Regions from separate parts of the Mus musculus genome. Here all the other regions are linked to region 1. The links are chromatin contacts, called in public Hi-C and promoter capture Hi-C maps. All regions are on one chromosome and are shown on one strand. The core of a region is the stretch at or near the end of the contact, and the rest is flanking DNA. Distances in the headings are between cores, read along the strand shown. Region 1 holds the start of Rps20 (ribosomal protein S20). Region 2 has its middle 29 kb from the start of 2210414B05Rik. Region 3 has its middle 26 kb from the start of Chchd7.

Region 1 (4,474 bases), core at 1,003-3,502:
AGCATGCTGACATGCACCTGTATTCTCAGCGGAGGGATAAAGCATCTCTTGGTGCAAGGAATTTAAAGCTAGAGCTGGGTGTGTTGGGAGGCACAGGCAGGCAGATTTCTGAGTTCAAGGCCAGCCTGGTCTACAGTGAGTTCCAGGACAGCCAGGGCTACACAGAGAAACCCTGTCTTGAAAAACCAAAGTTCTATGGTACCTAAGCCTAGCCTCAACACTAGTTCAACTCAAACACAGCTTCTACATCACTAAAACCTGCTTTGATGTGTACCTGAAGTCAACATAGCACACTCTAGGTTATTTTCCAGTTGAACACATGACTGAGATTTAAAAGTTTTAGATGGAATTAAAGATTAGTTCAGTTGGCCAAAGTGGCACATGCAGGCTCAAATCCCCTCAACCTAAAGTTGCAGATATGTTGCAACATGAGTAACCCAAGTAGTGTGACATGGGAGAGGCCACCCTGCCTTTCACAAATCACCTGGAAAAGCAAAATTTTCATACACTAGTCTTTGGACATCTATTAGTAAGTAAACCAGGCATAGTGGCTCATGCCTGTAATTGAGAAGGCAGAATTTTGACCAAGTATGGCCTGCAGAGTCCATTTCAAATAACTCAGAATGGCTAATACAGTGGTCCCTGCCTTTAATTCCAGTACTCTGGGAGCAGAGGCAATCAAATAAGATTGATATTTAATGAGGTCAGCCTGTTCTGTGTTGGGACCCTATCCCAAAACAAAACAAAATCCCCAGGCTTAAAAGATCAAGGATGCAATCTGCTCTTTTCTAACCCAACTTAGTCTTTAAATTGGCTTAGCGCCCCCTGCAGGAAACCTAACGTCTCTTTTTCACCTGACCAATCTGTTAGCACACCTTCATTTTTAAAAGCAGTTTAATGCTTCAGTACTTGCTCAGTGGTTAAGGAACCTGTTCTCTCCGAGGATGCAGGTTGGGTTTCCAGCACCTACATGGTGGTTCAAAGAACATCTGACACCCCTGTGACACACACATTTACACTCATAAACATGAATTAAAAAAAAAAAACCTGAACAAAAGCCAGCAAAATTTGACCATTAAGACGATTTATTCAGTTGTCTTAGGCATCTGCAATGGTGACTTCAACCTCAACTCCCGGCTCAATACTGATGGAAGTAATCTGCTTAACAATCTCAGAAGGACTATGTAAATCAATGAGTCGCTTGTGGATCCTCATCTGGAATCGATCCCAGGTCTTGGAACCTTCACCACAAGGTGTTTTTCTGGTAGTGATTCTCAAAGTCTGCAATAAAACAAAATTAGTCCATTTCTGAACCATTTTCTCTGTATGTTAACAGGTTTCAGCAACCTTTACTAGAGAGTTTTGGAGTTTGCTTTAAGAAAGGTATCATACTCAATCGCCACCAGACATTTGGCCCCTAATAACTTGTATTCTTAGGAATGTAAATTTAATCTCTGAATTTATTTGGCAATCAAACTCTGACCTTCCCCCTCCCCACCAGTCTACCAGTACTCGAGTCTACCTGTCCCTTACCTTGGTAGGCATGCGCACCGGTCCTTTCACTTTCAGATTCTTTTCCTTGGCGCCTCTGATCAAGTCCGCACAAACTGCGGGTTAAGAAAGCATGGTCTTTCAGTTAACTCAGAATGACTCGAGGCGTTTTAAACAAGTTCGCCTATCGGCTCAGAATAGCGTATAAGAAATATCACTATAACTCAATACGGTTGGTATCTCCTCATCGCCGACCGCGCCCCAGCGATCACCAAGCCACCCCGAGCATCGTACTGACCCTTCTCCAGCGACTTCACGTTGCGGCTGGTGAGCGTGATTCGAATTCGGTGAATCGCCACTTCGGGCTCCACGGGCGTCTTTCCGGTATCTTTAAATGCCTGTTATCACCCAGGCGGGAAAAACAAACAGCGACCCGTAAGTGGAGGCCCACTCCTACACAACCGCCATGAGGACCCTCTCCCGGGCCCTCGCCGCGGCGGGAGCCCTCTCCCGGGCTCTGCGCTCCCGGCGCCCCAGCAAGTCGAGCCCCGCCGACGCCCCAGGCCGCGTGGCGACGCCCCCCACCTCACCATGGCTGAGGCGCGGCTTCCTGACCGACTTGTTCCTCAGCAGGAGCGAACAGCGGTGAGTCAGGACGGAGCAGGCTGGCCGAGCTCCGTAGCGCGCACCGCCGGGGCTCAGAAAGGAGGGGCCGGACGGCGCCGGGCGCTTATAAAGCACGTGCGCATCCGGGTGCTTTGTGACCCGGAACAGGAACCGCCCCGCCCGCGAAGAGGTCGCCGTGGGGGAGGCCGGGCTGCGTCCCCGCCTAGTTGGCGGGAAAGGCGAGGACGCGCGCGCGCCCTCTGGCCTCTCGGCGGAGTCCCTGTCCTGACTCGGAGGACAGACGAAGCTGGAGCGGAGAAAACTCATGCCAGGTGCTCTCTGCACAAGCACCTACGGTCTTTACAGTGCGAAATATGCTTCGCATGCATACTCGATCAGCTTGCTTTTGTCTGACAAGGGAAGAGTTGTTTTGAGGTTAGCTGACACGGACCTTGGGGAAGAATGATCGTGACAGGGCATTTATTTACTTGGTGCTGAAGACAGAAGTCAGGGCTTAGCAGGAAAACGCACTCCATCCATGAGCTGACACCCTGAGTTCAATCTTGTGAATCCTTGTAGAAGGAGATAGTGGTTTTCGGAAACTTGTCTTCTGACGAGAGCTGTGGCACCCCCCCCACACACACACACACCCCACCTCCCCCCCACCCCCCATTAATTACTAAGCTTATATTCTAAAAATTATTCGGAAACTGCTTTTCGGAGCTGAAATGCCCTTTTGTGATATTTTGGCTTTGGGCTTCCAGGAATATTGGAAACGTCTATATCTGCTGGAAACCCAGGTTTAGCTTCAGTTAGTTCAATTAAGTGAAGGCAGAACTCTAGTCCCAGTGCTCTGTGGGGTCACAGGGCATTGTACCTGCAGCCTGGCCTGGAACCCATCTACCCAGTTTTAATATTCTCTTCTCTATGTTGCGATGGAGCTCCGTTCTGCTATGTTATGATGGCTGAGACCTCCGGGGACTCCTTAGAACGGAGCAGTTGTTCATAATAAAATTAGTGTCTGCGTACAGCAGAAAGAAAGCCAAATGTCCTCAGGTCAAATGTCCTAGGACGCAGAGGATGGTGCAGATTAATCTACACTACCCACTGCGCAAGGTCAAATAGAATGTAAGCCTGGAGGTGGGTTACAGACAACACAGGAGGAAATAACATTATTTTGTAGGTGAAAGTTACTTGCTCCGAGTTGCCAAACCCAGAGCACTGATTCCCCTCCAAGGAGAACTCCCTAAGCCATGTTCTTCTGAGCTTTGGGAGCGCCAGCACCGATTCACTTGCTTGGTCGGGATTCGACCTAACTAGGAACTGGCTTTCTGACTCACAGTGTACATGAAGTTTTGCTGTCATTGAACAATTAGGTAAGTGTTAAAGTTAGGGGAGTTTTCGAGTTCAATTATTTTTAAATATAATCCATTGACCTCTTAGACTACTAGTAGACTTAACATCAGAAAAAAGTCTAACTTTGTTTTTCTTTTCCTTTCTTGACTATTTGTTTTGTTCTGCTTTGTTTTTGTGTGAGGTAGAGTTCCTTTGTGTAGCCCTGGCTGTTCTGAAATTATTCTGTAGACCAGGCTGGCCTGCACCCTGAGATCTACCTGCCTCTGCCTCTGCCTCTGCCTCCTGAGTGTCTGCTTTTTTTTTTTTTTTCTTTTTTTTTTTTTTTTTTAAGACTTTAGTCTGGGCCGCTCTGGAATTTACAGAGATCTTCTTGTCTCTGCCTCTAGAATACTGGGTGGGATTAAAGGCATTGGCCACCACCATAGCTAAAACCTGCATTTTTATTTTATTAACTGTGACATCAACTTTAAATCTGCATAATGTATCAGTAGGATTATCTGGAACAAATAAAGAAATGCAGTCATACTGCAGCTTCCTGAGATGTGATCTGTATTCATATTAATTACATCTTCAGAGGCCTGAACAGCAATGCTCCGAGGCTGTCCAGAGATTGAACAGGGTTCTTGAGAAGGACAAGTACATACACACACCACACCACACACCACACACACCATACACACTGAGGCTGGCTCCAAATTTAAGATCCTTCCATCCTTCTTTTTCCAGTGCTACAGAATTACAGGTGAATGAAACCACTCCCAGCTAGAATTATTGACAAAAAACAAACCTTAGACATTCCTTACTTCTTAAACATGGTCTCGGTGGCATGGGTCTATAATCCCAGAGTTGGGCGATCAGAGGCAGGGGGCTCTCATGTTCAATATCAGCCTGGACTACATAGTAAGTACCCATCTCAAAAACAAACAAACAAACAAACAAACAAAAAACAAACATAGAAGAAAGAAAAAGAAAAAATCTGGGCATGTGGCTTAGCAATGGAACCTCTGTCTAGTATGCCCAA
Region 2 (4,474 bases), core at 519-3,018, 210 kb before region 1:
TACAGAATTGATTAATTCTATTCTGTTCTCTTCATTTAAATTGATTTTCTTTTTTTTATTACGTATTTTCCTCAATTACATTTCCAATGCTATCCCAAAAGTCCCCCACACCCTCCCCCCCCCCACTCCCCTACCCACCCATTCCCATTTTTTGGCCCTGGCGTTCCCCTGTACTGGGGCATATAAAGTTTGCCTGTCCAATGGGCATCTCTTTCCAGTGATTTTCTTTACATTGTGTTTCTAATAAATACACTGAAATACTTAGTCACTTTTACAAAGAAATGCTAGTATGCAAAAAGAAATCTTTTCTTCTCCCAAAATTAATATATATTAAATGCATAGGCTTATCAAGCATTCATGGTTCACAATTCCAATGAAAACAACCTTCAAATGTCAGTTTGTAACTCACGATGAACAGTGTAAGAATTGTCACCTCCAGGACTGGCCTGTTGAAGTAGAAACAGTTTTCTTTGGTCATGGGCTATCCTGTTATCAGTTCATCCTGTGTCATTTGTTAAGCAAAGCAGTAAACAAATAGAATGGAGACCTGTGGACAGCTCGCCTCCAGCACTGGCCTGAAGCCCAGGCAGCTGAGCAATACCCTGCGCTTCTGGTGCGTGGTTTGAGTTGAGTTCCCCCCCGTCAATTTCTATTGCTCCTTTGGTCACTGACTTGATCTACATAATCCTGTCTACTTGGCCTTTGCCCTTGATCTTGTCTGAATCACTCACCTTGTGTCTAACTCCAGAAAGTCTACCCTAAAGAAATATTTAAAGTGAAATGGATGCATATATCTGAAGATATTCAACATATATAAGGCAATTTTGAAAGCCAAATGATTCTCTGAGGAAGACTGGCCAAGCATATAATATCCAGTCGGTATATCAGTGTATGGACATTTTGTTTTTGTTTTGTGACCATTGAGACCATGGAAGCACATCTGTTTACAATGTGAACAGCTCCTAAGAATCTGCCTTATACTATGGTACATATGGCACTATCAGCTCTTTTTAAGGGACTGGATACATCTTCATGGTTAAATGGAGTATGATTGATGTCTGCCCCATCTCTCTAGAGCCAGTACATCTGAATTGTCCTGTGGACATCTTGTTCAACCTTGAGCGCCTACCTAAGACAGCCAAAGGAGTTGAAGAGGTTCCTCCGAGTTCTAGTCCAGTACTGCAGCCCTTGTGGCAGACTGTTGGTCTCTGTACCTCACTGCACAAACATGGATACCAATACTAGAAAATATGTTCTTTCTTGGAGTGGCCCCATGCTCTCACCTTGGAGAAAAAGTAAACGAGTTTGGCACAGTCGTCGTTCATCTCTCCAGAACTGAACTTTTTCAAAAAGCTTTCAAGATTTCTTGTTGTTCTTTTGCTCTTATGGTTTCTTCAGGGCTCCTTGTTGTTATTTTGAGACAACATTTCACTATGTAGGTGTTCTGGACTGGACTCAAACTTATGTAAGGGTCCTATCACTGAAGGAAGACCAAGTAGGCAAAAACAAATAGTGTTTATCCTGCAGAAACAACCAGCATGCGGGGGTCAGCCATTCTCTGAAATGGTGACCCCAGACAAAGGCACACAGGCCTTCTTATAGGGAATGGGGGCAGGGGAGGACTCTCTAGAAGGATTAGGTAATTGAAAATGTCATTGGTAGATGCTAGGAGGTCACGGGTGATCGGTAGTCTGCATTCCTATGTCATGAATGTTCAACCATGTGATGAAATAGGGCTGCCCAGCACAGATGGCGCATTCTGAGATAGTTCCCCATTTTTGTGGTTATCCCCAGGCTGTTCTTTGAGGAGGCATTTTATGATCTTGTTCTGGGTGTTATGGTCTGATCCTGAAGCTGGTGCCTTACGGCCTTTTAGGAAATCAGGCCTGGTCCTTAAATGGAGACAGATGATTTAACCTGCGGAGTTTGAAATCATCGTTACACAGCAACAGAAAACCAATACCATACCAGTTACGTGGCTTGAATAAAATAGGCCCCCAAAGCCTCATAAGGAGAGGCACTATTAGGAGATGTGGCCTTGTTTGAGGAAGTGTGTCACTATAGGGGTGGACCTTGAGGTCTCAGAAGTTCAAGTCTGGCCAGTGTGTCACAGTCTCTTTCTGTTGCCTACAGATCAAGATACAGAACTCTCAGCTCCTTCTCCAGCACTGTGTCTGCCTACATGCCACCATGCTTCTCTCCCTGATAATAGACTAAAACCTCTGAGCTGTAAGCCAATCCCAAGTAAATGTTTTCCTTTATAGGGTTTCCATAGCCATGCTGTCTCTTCATAGGAATAGAAACCGTAACTAAGACAACTTGATTGACCAAAACAAATTCTAGGTGAGGAGGTAGGGGACACAGATATGTATGCGTAAGTAAGTGTGCACGAGGAGGTGGGGGGCACGGATGTGTAAGTGTAAGTGAGTGCGAACGAGGAGGCGGAGGACACGGATGTGTATGCATAAGTGTGCACCCCTGTTTGCAAAGGTGCAGGCCGACATCAAGCCACAGCTATCTTCTCCCATTCCATCCAGCTTCGTTTTTTGACACAGGTCTCTTAGCAAGCCTGGAGTTTGCTGACGATGACTTGCTAGCCAGTGAGTACCTGGGACCTCCTTTCCCTGCTTGCCAGCACTGTCATAGCCTGGCTTTTACGTGGGTGCTAAGGAGCAAATTGGGTCTTCATGCTTACTCATCAAATACTATACCCATTGAACCATCTCTGTCAGTCCCAAATTCTTGGTTTTTCACTTTTGCTGGTATTTTACCAGTATAATTAATTGGTAAACAACTGACAAACCATCTTTCTCCACTGGGTTCACACTGATCGTTTGGTCACTCTCAACTCTGCCATCTGTTTCTACCATGCCTCCTAACTATGGGGGCTGTTCCCTACCCATCTTCCAGCTCCTTAGCAGCACCACTGCATTAAAACTTTCCAGCTGTATGGGTTTGTACTACATTGACTCAGCAGGAGGGAGACCTGCCTTCAAACCCCAGCATAAACAAACAAACAAACAAACAAGAACAGTCTTTTCAGGGCTAGAGAGATGGCTCAGTGACTAGGTTCTCCTCTCTCTTCCAGAGGACCTGAGTTTGGTTCCTAGCACCTGTGTCAGGTAGCTTACAAACACCTCTTAACTCCAGCTCCAGAGAATTCAGTGCCTCTGGACTCCACAGGTATTCAGTTGCAAATATGTGGGAGGTTGATCTGATACTGCTTATATTCAAATGATAAATTCAGTACCCCAAGACCTGGTTGCTCCAGTGTAGAGCATATATACTAGCTTTTGTTATATATACTTTGCCCCTCTCACCCTGCTTCTAAGTCATCCCTGATTGGTTAATAAAGATACAGCTTGGGCTGGCTAGAAGAGAGGGGGTGGAGTAAAGGTTCCCAGGCTTGGGGCTGGGCCAGGGACAAGGAGAAGAGGGGAGGAAGAAGATACCATGGGGAGGTGGATCATGAGTGCATGCCCGTGACCACAGCCAGCAGCTGGAGCAGAGAGGCCCCTGGAGAACGTGGCAAGCCATATCTCAGGGTTATTGACAGGTAGACAAAATAATATAGGGGATTGCTATCTGCCCAGATCTAGTACTTTTAAGGCTCGTTATTATTATTGTGTCTTTTATTTGGGAACTATATGACCTAAATGAGGTAGAAACTCCCAAATAATATTTACCACAACACAAATACCCAAGCACAGACACACACACACATACTTACACATAATTAAAATAATAAAAATAATAGCTGCTCTATCTTTGACTGAGAAAATCCACAGCATCACTCTTGAGTCCTCTCTCAAAGTGCCTTGTTGGTTCGTCAAAAAGCCTTCTCTGGGCTACCTCTGTCTGGCCCTCTAGCCCCAAAGATTACTGCTTTCAGTTCTGCTTGGCCTTTGTGAAAGTTCTCTCTTGACTGGAAGGGTCTATGTGCCCCACTGCACTAAACTCAGCTCAGCTTTTAACAATCACGTGACCAGTGTATTTCAAATTCAAGAACAGAACATATCATAATTTGGGGGGAGGGGAGAGGGTGAATGGTGAAGATAAGATCTCTCTTGGCTGGCCTGGAACTTGCTCTGTAAACTAGGCTGACTTCAGATGCAGAAATCGGCCTGTGTCTGCCTCCAGAGTGCTGGGATTAAAAGTGTCACCACTACTTCTGGCTTGCACACATAATCTTGAATGTGCCTTCTATCCAGAGCTCTTAGAACCATTTCCTCTCACAAGTTCACACATCCACTAATTTCTCCTTTCTGTGTAAGAGACAACACCCAGCCAGCATCACCAAACCCTGCATGTACATTCTAGATACCTTAGACCGGAAGACTTTACATGAACATTTAATAAGAGCTACACAATTCATACCCTTAAGAACTCTTTGTTGAGGATTGGTCTGGTGCTGCTATGCATTCAAATGCTAAATACTGGTCCCTGAGATCTGGTTGCCCACAATGAGCAGATT
Region 3 (4,474 bases), core at 564-3,063, 130 kb after region 1:
TCAATCCACTTATAAACACTTCATGGATATACCAGCAGTTCACTTTGGTAGTGTTGGGATAGCAAACATGTATTGGTAGCAGTGGCACTACTTAGCAGAGACAGCCAGGCTTCAGCCAAATTGGCACGAATCAGCAGGAGGGATCAGGAGGGACCAGGAGGAATAACAGGAAAAGTTCTCGGCTGTGCCTCTCTCAGCGAAGTGAAGATCAGGGAGACCACAAATGGTGCACAGCTAGCTCTATAAGCAGGACAAGCTCAGCCTCTGTCACTGTCCATCGAGTCCTATTTATCCCCTCCAAACATCACGTGTCCTCCATAGATCTTGCTTCAGCGTGGTCTTGCCTCAGCCTGTGCATCTGTCTCAGCTGACATCTCTCTGCCAATCTGCTGAGTCCATGAAAACGGCAAGAAGTTGTGGCACATCACCAGAAGTTTTTTTGGTAAGTTTTTCTCTATGGTGTCCCAACAAAATGAGCTCAACTATGCAATGTAAGAGAGACTGATACAGGCATATAGTTAGTGAAGAATCCTTTAGCACACGTCCTTTAATATGCTTCCTTTAGCAGAACATCCTTTCACCCGAGTCTGCTACAGAGAAACCTTCCTTTACGTGTTTGCCCCAGCAAAACACCATCCAACACAACTGACTTTCCAGAAAGCCCCTACATTTCCACTTAAAGGAGGAATAAGAGGAGGAGGAGGAGGTGGAGGAGAAGGAGGAAGAGGAAGAGAAGGATTGACTAAGCCCACATAACTAGTAAGTTAATGATGATGGATTCAGGTTCAGCCTGATGCCTGAAGAACAATTCTACTTCTCCTTCCAGTGAATGAACTTAGAAATGCAATTATAGGTCTTCATTCATAAGGGCCTCAGACTCTTTTAAATTCAAATCTCTAGTTCAGAAATGAAATCTTTGAATTGATAAGGAAACATTTTCATTAGAAACCCTCAGAAGAACAAGAGCTGGAAAGACTTGCCTGAGCCTTGATCCTGAGTGATTGTGATGGTGCAGCAAGGGTCTGCTTGTCCCGGAGGTGCTTGATACATGATCTCAGGAAGCTCGTGTTGTTTTGATAAATGCTCAGTAGGCATCTATGGCATCAAGGTCTGTTGCTGTCTCTCAGTGCAGAGGCTTTGGGGAGAGTGGTCTCCACATAGAGCAGGCAGACTTCAAAAGCTTAGATCTCATCTAGCTTTGGCAGGAGCTTAGTAGTTAGTTACCTGCAGGTTCTGAGGATAGCTCGCTGTTATTCTAAAATGGAAACCACCACCATCATTCCAAGGAGCCGAGGAAGACTTTATTATTGTCAGTAAATAAAACGCTAAGTGTTACATTGGACCATGTCTTCTTTATTTGGAAAAATTCAGAAAGGGAAATGCTGTGGGATGCTCCTGTGGGGACTGCCCCTTTTCTTGGGCATGTCGTTTGAATTCAAAGATGCAAAGGCATATTTCTAGCCTTCTAAATTTGGTTTTGATGGAGGTATAAGCCCTCAGAGGACTATGCAGCTCTGACCTGCTTACACTGCCAGGTAACAAACACTTGCAGTAGACTTATGGTTTTGTCTAAAGAGTTTCCTGGAAAGTTTCTATTTTAGAGAGGTACTTTACTTTAGTCAGGGAGGTAGGTGTCCATTCTGAGCTTCTCCTGAAGGAAAGAAAGGACTCCAGTTCTGTCTTCAGCTGACCGGCAATTCCAGCTCTTAAAGAGGGATGAAACACATGACTCAATGTCAGGAGTGAAATATGACCATTCTTCCTGGAGAGCACCAGGAACCAGCCCACTAACATCTAGTTTAGAAGTGTCTTATGAGTAAGCTCCATGGTGCTGAGATACCGGACTACATGTCCTGCTAAGGAGTCAACCTTGTATTTTGTGACCTTTGACAAGTCATTCAACTAGCCTGGTCCTCACTGTCTTTAGACTCCACATGTTTCATCAACTTGCCCCTACCCACCATAAGCTGCTTTGATCTCTGGTCTAGACTTACAGACTATGCTTTTTAGAATCATTGATCTAGTAACCTAAAAACCTGACTGTACTTTAATTCCCAAGCTACTGAAAGTATAAAGGAAGAACAGCTTACTCACTGTGAGGAATGTTCCAGAGACATTTAATTACAGCATCTAGAGATGTGTCACTCAGCCATAGCTGGTTCAAGTTGTGATCAGCTGTTTTATTAAGTCATTTGTCATCTTCCTAACTTTCCAGTCTGTAATTATCTCAGTCCACACCACCAGTTGTGTGAGGGAAGTCTTCTTCTGCCTCTGAATGTAAACCCTAAGATAAACCTGTGCTTTCCTAAGCTTTATACTTGAATTTTCTTTCACTTAAAAATGTTTCTGCTTATGGTATCCTGTTGTCTGATTATTTCCGTTAATTTAAGAATCACAGAATTTTGGAGCTGAGGATAAATTTAGAGATTACCTAGTAACATCTCCATTTTGACTTAAAATTGAAAACAGGGAACCCAGGCATTTTGCAAAGTCTACTACAGCAGCTTGGTAACATTGCCAAGTTCTTATATGAAAGTGTGGAATCCTTGACTTAAATATGTCTATGACCTCCAACCACACTGAGGTCAGAAGGCTCAGGGTTAATCAGAAGGCAGATCTCACTAGAGATTTGGGCACAGTCACCTGGATTCAGAAACGCCCTACCTGGGCATTTCTGTAAGATGGGCAGCTAACTAAAACAACCACCAGGAAGGGAAAACAGTGGCAGAGCAGGGGCACCAAGTCTCTTTTACAGTTTGATAGAAGATAGATTCTACATCTGAGCTAAAGTAGCCGAGTTTTATCTGAGTTAAGCAATGTCTGAATGTCTTCAAATGCTAACATCCTAGATTCTACATCACATATTTTGCCCATATCACTACCTTGATGCTTTTTCTTAAGAAGATGTGGACAGCATTATTAAAGTTTGCTTCACTGAAAAAGGCAATGGCAGAATGTCATTCTTACTGTTATGCATTCTCCTATCGCTCCACCGCCCAGCTCAAGTTTGTTGAGTACCAGGCACAAAGATCAGCTGTTCTGGGGAGACTGGATGAAGAGGGAACTGGGACGAACGTGAGCCTAGTTCTCATCCCATTGCTGACATGATGGAGGCTTAGAGCAGAGGTCAGCAAGATGTGGAGACTATGAAAGCCACACAGTGCCAAGGCAGGGGGATACCTGCAGACATGTGGCCCTGCACAAGAGGTGCATTATGGTGATTTTTATTTTCTTTGAAAACAAAATAAAACAGATACTCTTTGTCCCCCCTTTCCTCCTCAGAATAGCGTTTTATTAAGAAAATAATAAAGTGGAGATTTCTTTACTGGATCTTAGTCTGGAAGTGCTCTTGGTTTTTAATGAATTGCTTTTCATTTTGACCTAATATTAAGTGTACAGAGGACACACAGCACAGAGGGTTTTCATATGCTAGTCACCCTGACAGCTGTTAACAGTTTGTATCAGCCTCCTGTCCTCTTCTTTCTCCTAAACATATATTTATGTATTTTTTTTAGACTGACTTGGAAGTGCATCATTCTTTTTACTCCTAAATGTTTTAAGTTATGTATGGTTCCTATGAACAAAAACACTCACTTAGGAAAATATGTACAGTGACCCAAATCAAGAATTCTACATTGATAAATAGTTATTATCCAATCTATATCACATTGGAGCTTGGCATCTGACCCAGTAACATCTTATACAGGATTTTTTTTTTTTATGGTAAAAATCCAGTCCTGAGTCTGGGTTCTATGAGTCTTCAGTTTTGTCTCATCTAGGTGAGTCTCGAGTTTTTCGCCTTTCATGCCTGATGATTTTAAGAGTATAGACTACTTATTTGTAGAAGTTCTCCCTAATTTGGCCATCCCATTACTGCCTCATTACTGTAAGGCTTATGTTGTGTTGAGAGGAGCGCTGATAAGGCTGCCATGTCCTCTGAATGTTGTATCTGGAGATGTGTGATGTTGCAGATAAATGTACTTGTCAGTGCTATTCACCTAAGTAAGACTATGCATCTTAGATGATGGGGACTTTGGTTTCCTTCTGCTCAAAGTTGAATCACCTTTTAAAAATTCCATAGGATCATGTTCAGTCCACATTAAAATCTAGGGTAACTCTAGAGGAGAGGGTTGTGTGCAAAAAGGCTTAGAAGGCTGGGTTATATCACAATAAACGCAGACCGTGGAAATTAAACTACAAGTCAATGCTGACAAAAACAGGAATATCTTGCTTCAGCTGCAGCACGGGCATGTTTTCTAGGACGGTATCTGAATGCAAGTGTCTTCCCCACCAGGTAAAATCTTAGTCAAATGTAAGTCATAGCATTTGAAGATATCATATGCTTCTGCCCTCCTTGCAGGAACTCACTTTGTCGCCAACTAAAAATGAAAAGACTCAGAATGATCCGAAACGGTCTTAGTCTGTGATGGCTCACTGCTGTGCCCTCCTGTTTATAGCGGTCTTAGTCTGTGAT

The links. Promoter capture Hi-C pulls out the DNA fragments that hold promoters and counts their contacts. Hi-C and Micro-C count contacts between places; a contact is called where the count stands out from the background.
Region 2: a promoter capture Hi-C map of pre-B cells shows a contact between it and region 1. The contact joins the enhancer-like site here to the promoter of Rps20 in region 1. A contact is called at or near these places in 13 of 39 promoter capture datasets (3T3-L1-derived adipocytes, the C10 cell line, the HPC-7 cell line and 9 more), 2 of 484 Hi-C or Micro-C datasets (bone marrow-derived macrophages and pre-pro-B cells), 17 of 115 datasets of contacts at active chromatin or transcription factors (the 230-238 cell line, DN3 thymocytes, bone marrow-derived macrophages and 8 more) and 3 of 9 other capture datasets (adipose tissue, liver and macrophages).
Region 3: a Hi-C map of the C2C12 cell line shows a contact between it and region 1, with 4 times the contacts expected there. The contact joins the enhancer-like site here to the promoter of Rps20 in region 1. A contact is called at or near these places in 5 of 39 promoter capture datasets (the C10 cell line, the HPC-7 cell line, cranial neural crest and 2 more), 11 of 484 Hi-C or Micro-C datasets (the Ba/F3 cell line, the C2C12 cell line, the G1E-ER4 cell line and 5 more), 8 of 115 datasets of contacts at active chromatin or transcription factors (the NIH/3T3 cell line, the SCID.adh cell line, bone marrow-derived dendritic cells and 5 more) and 3 of 9 other capture datasets (adipose tissue, liver and pancreatic islet).

Annotation. Positions count from the first base shown.
Region 1 is chr4:3,833,403-3,837,876 of GRCm38.p6, forward strand. Rps20 (ribosomal protein S20) reads right to left here and starts at 2,253. Exons shown (of 4, transcript NM_026147.6): 1 at 2,082-2,253; 2 at 1,790-1,889; 3 at 1,534-1,607; 4 at 1-1,281. The coding sequence starts at 2,084. The coding sequence ends at 1,099. It overlaps Gm32823 (a long non-coding RNA gene), which reads left to right and starts at 2,247. Exons shown (of 5, transcript XR_881078.2): 1 at 2,247-2,532; 2 at 3,281-3,473. LOC115490074 (a small nucleolar RNA gene) reads right to left here and starts at 1,744; the gene lies at 1,677-1,744.
Region 2 is chr4:3,625,128-3,629,601 of GRCm38.p6, forward strand. No RefSeq gene overlaps it. Among named protein-coding and RNA genes, the nearest start is that of 2210414B05Rik, 29 kb to the right of the region's middle. Within about 2 kb of position 1,769, at least 100 of the 459 cell types and tissues checked have an H3K27ac peak or open chromatin away from gene starts, as enhancers often do. A contact at or near this core is called in the HPC-7 cell line, adipose tissue, bone marrow-derived macrophages and 5 more, where this site is marked.
Region 3 is chr4:3,962,573-3,967,046 of GRCm38.p6, forward strand. No RefSeq gene overlaps it. Among named protein-coding and RNA genes, the nearest start is that of Chchd7, 26 kb to the left of the region's middle. Within about 2 kb of position 1,814, at least 1 of the 459 cell types and tissues checked has an H3K27ac peak or open chromatin away from gene starts, as enhancers often do. A contact at or near this core is called in the C2C12 cell line, where this site is marked.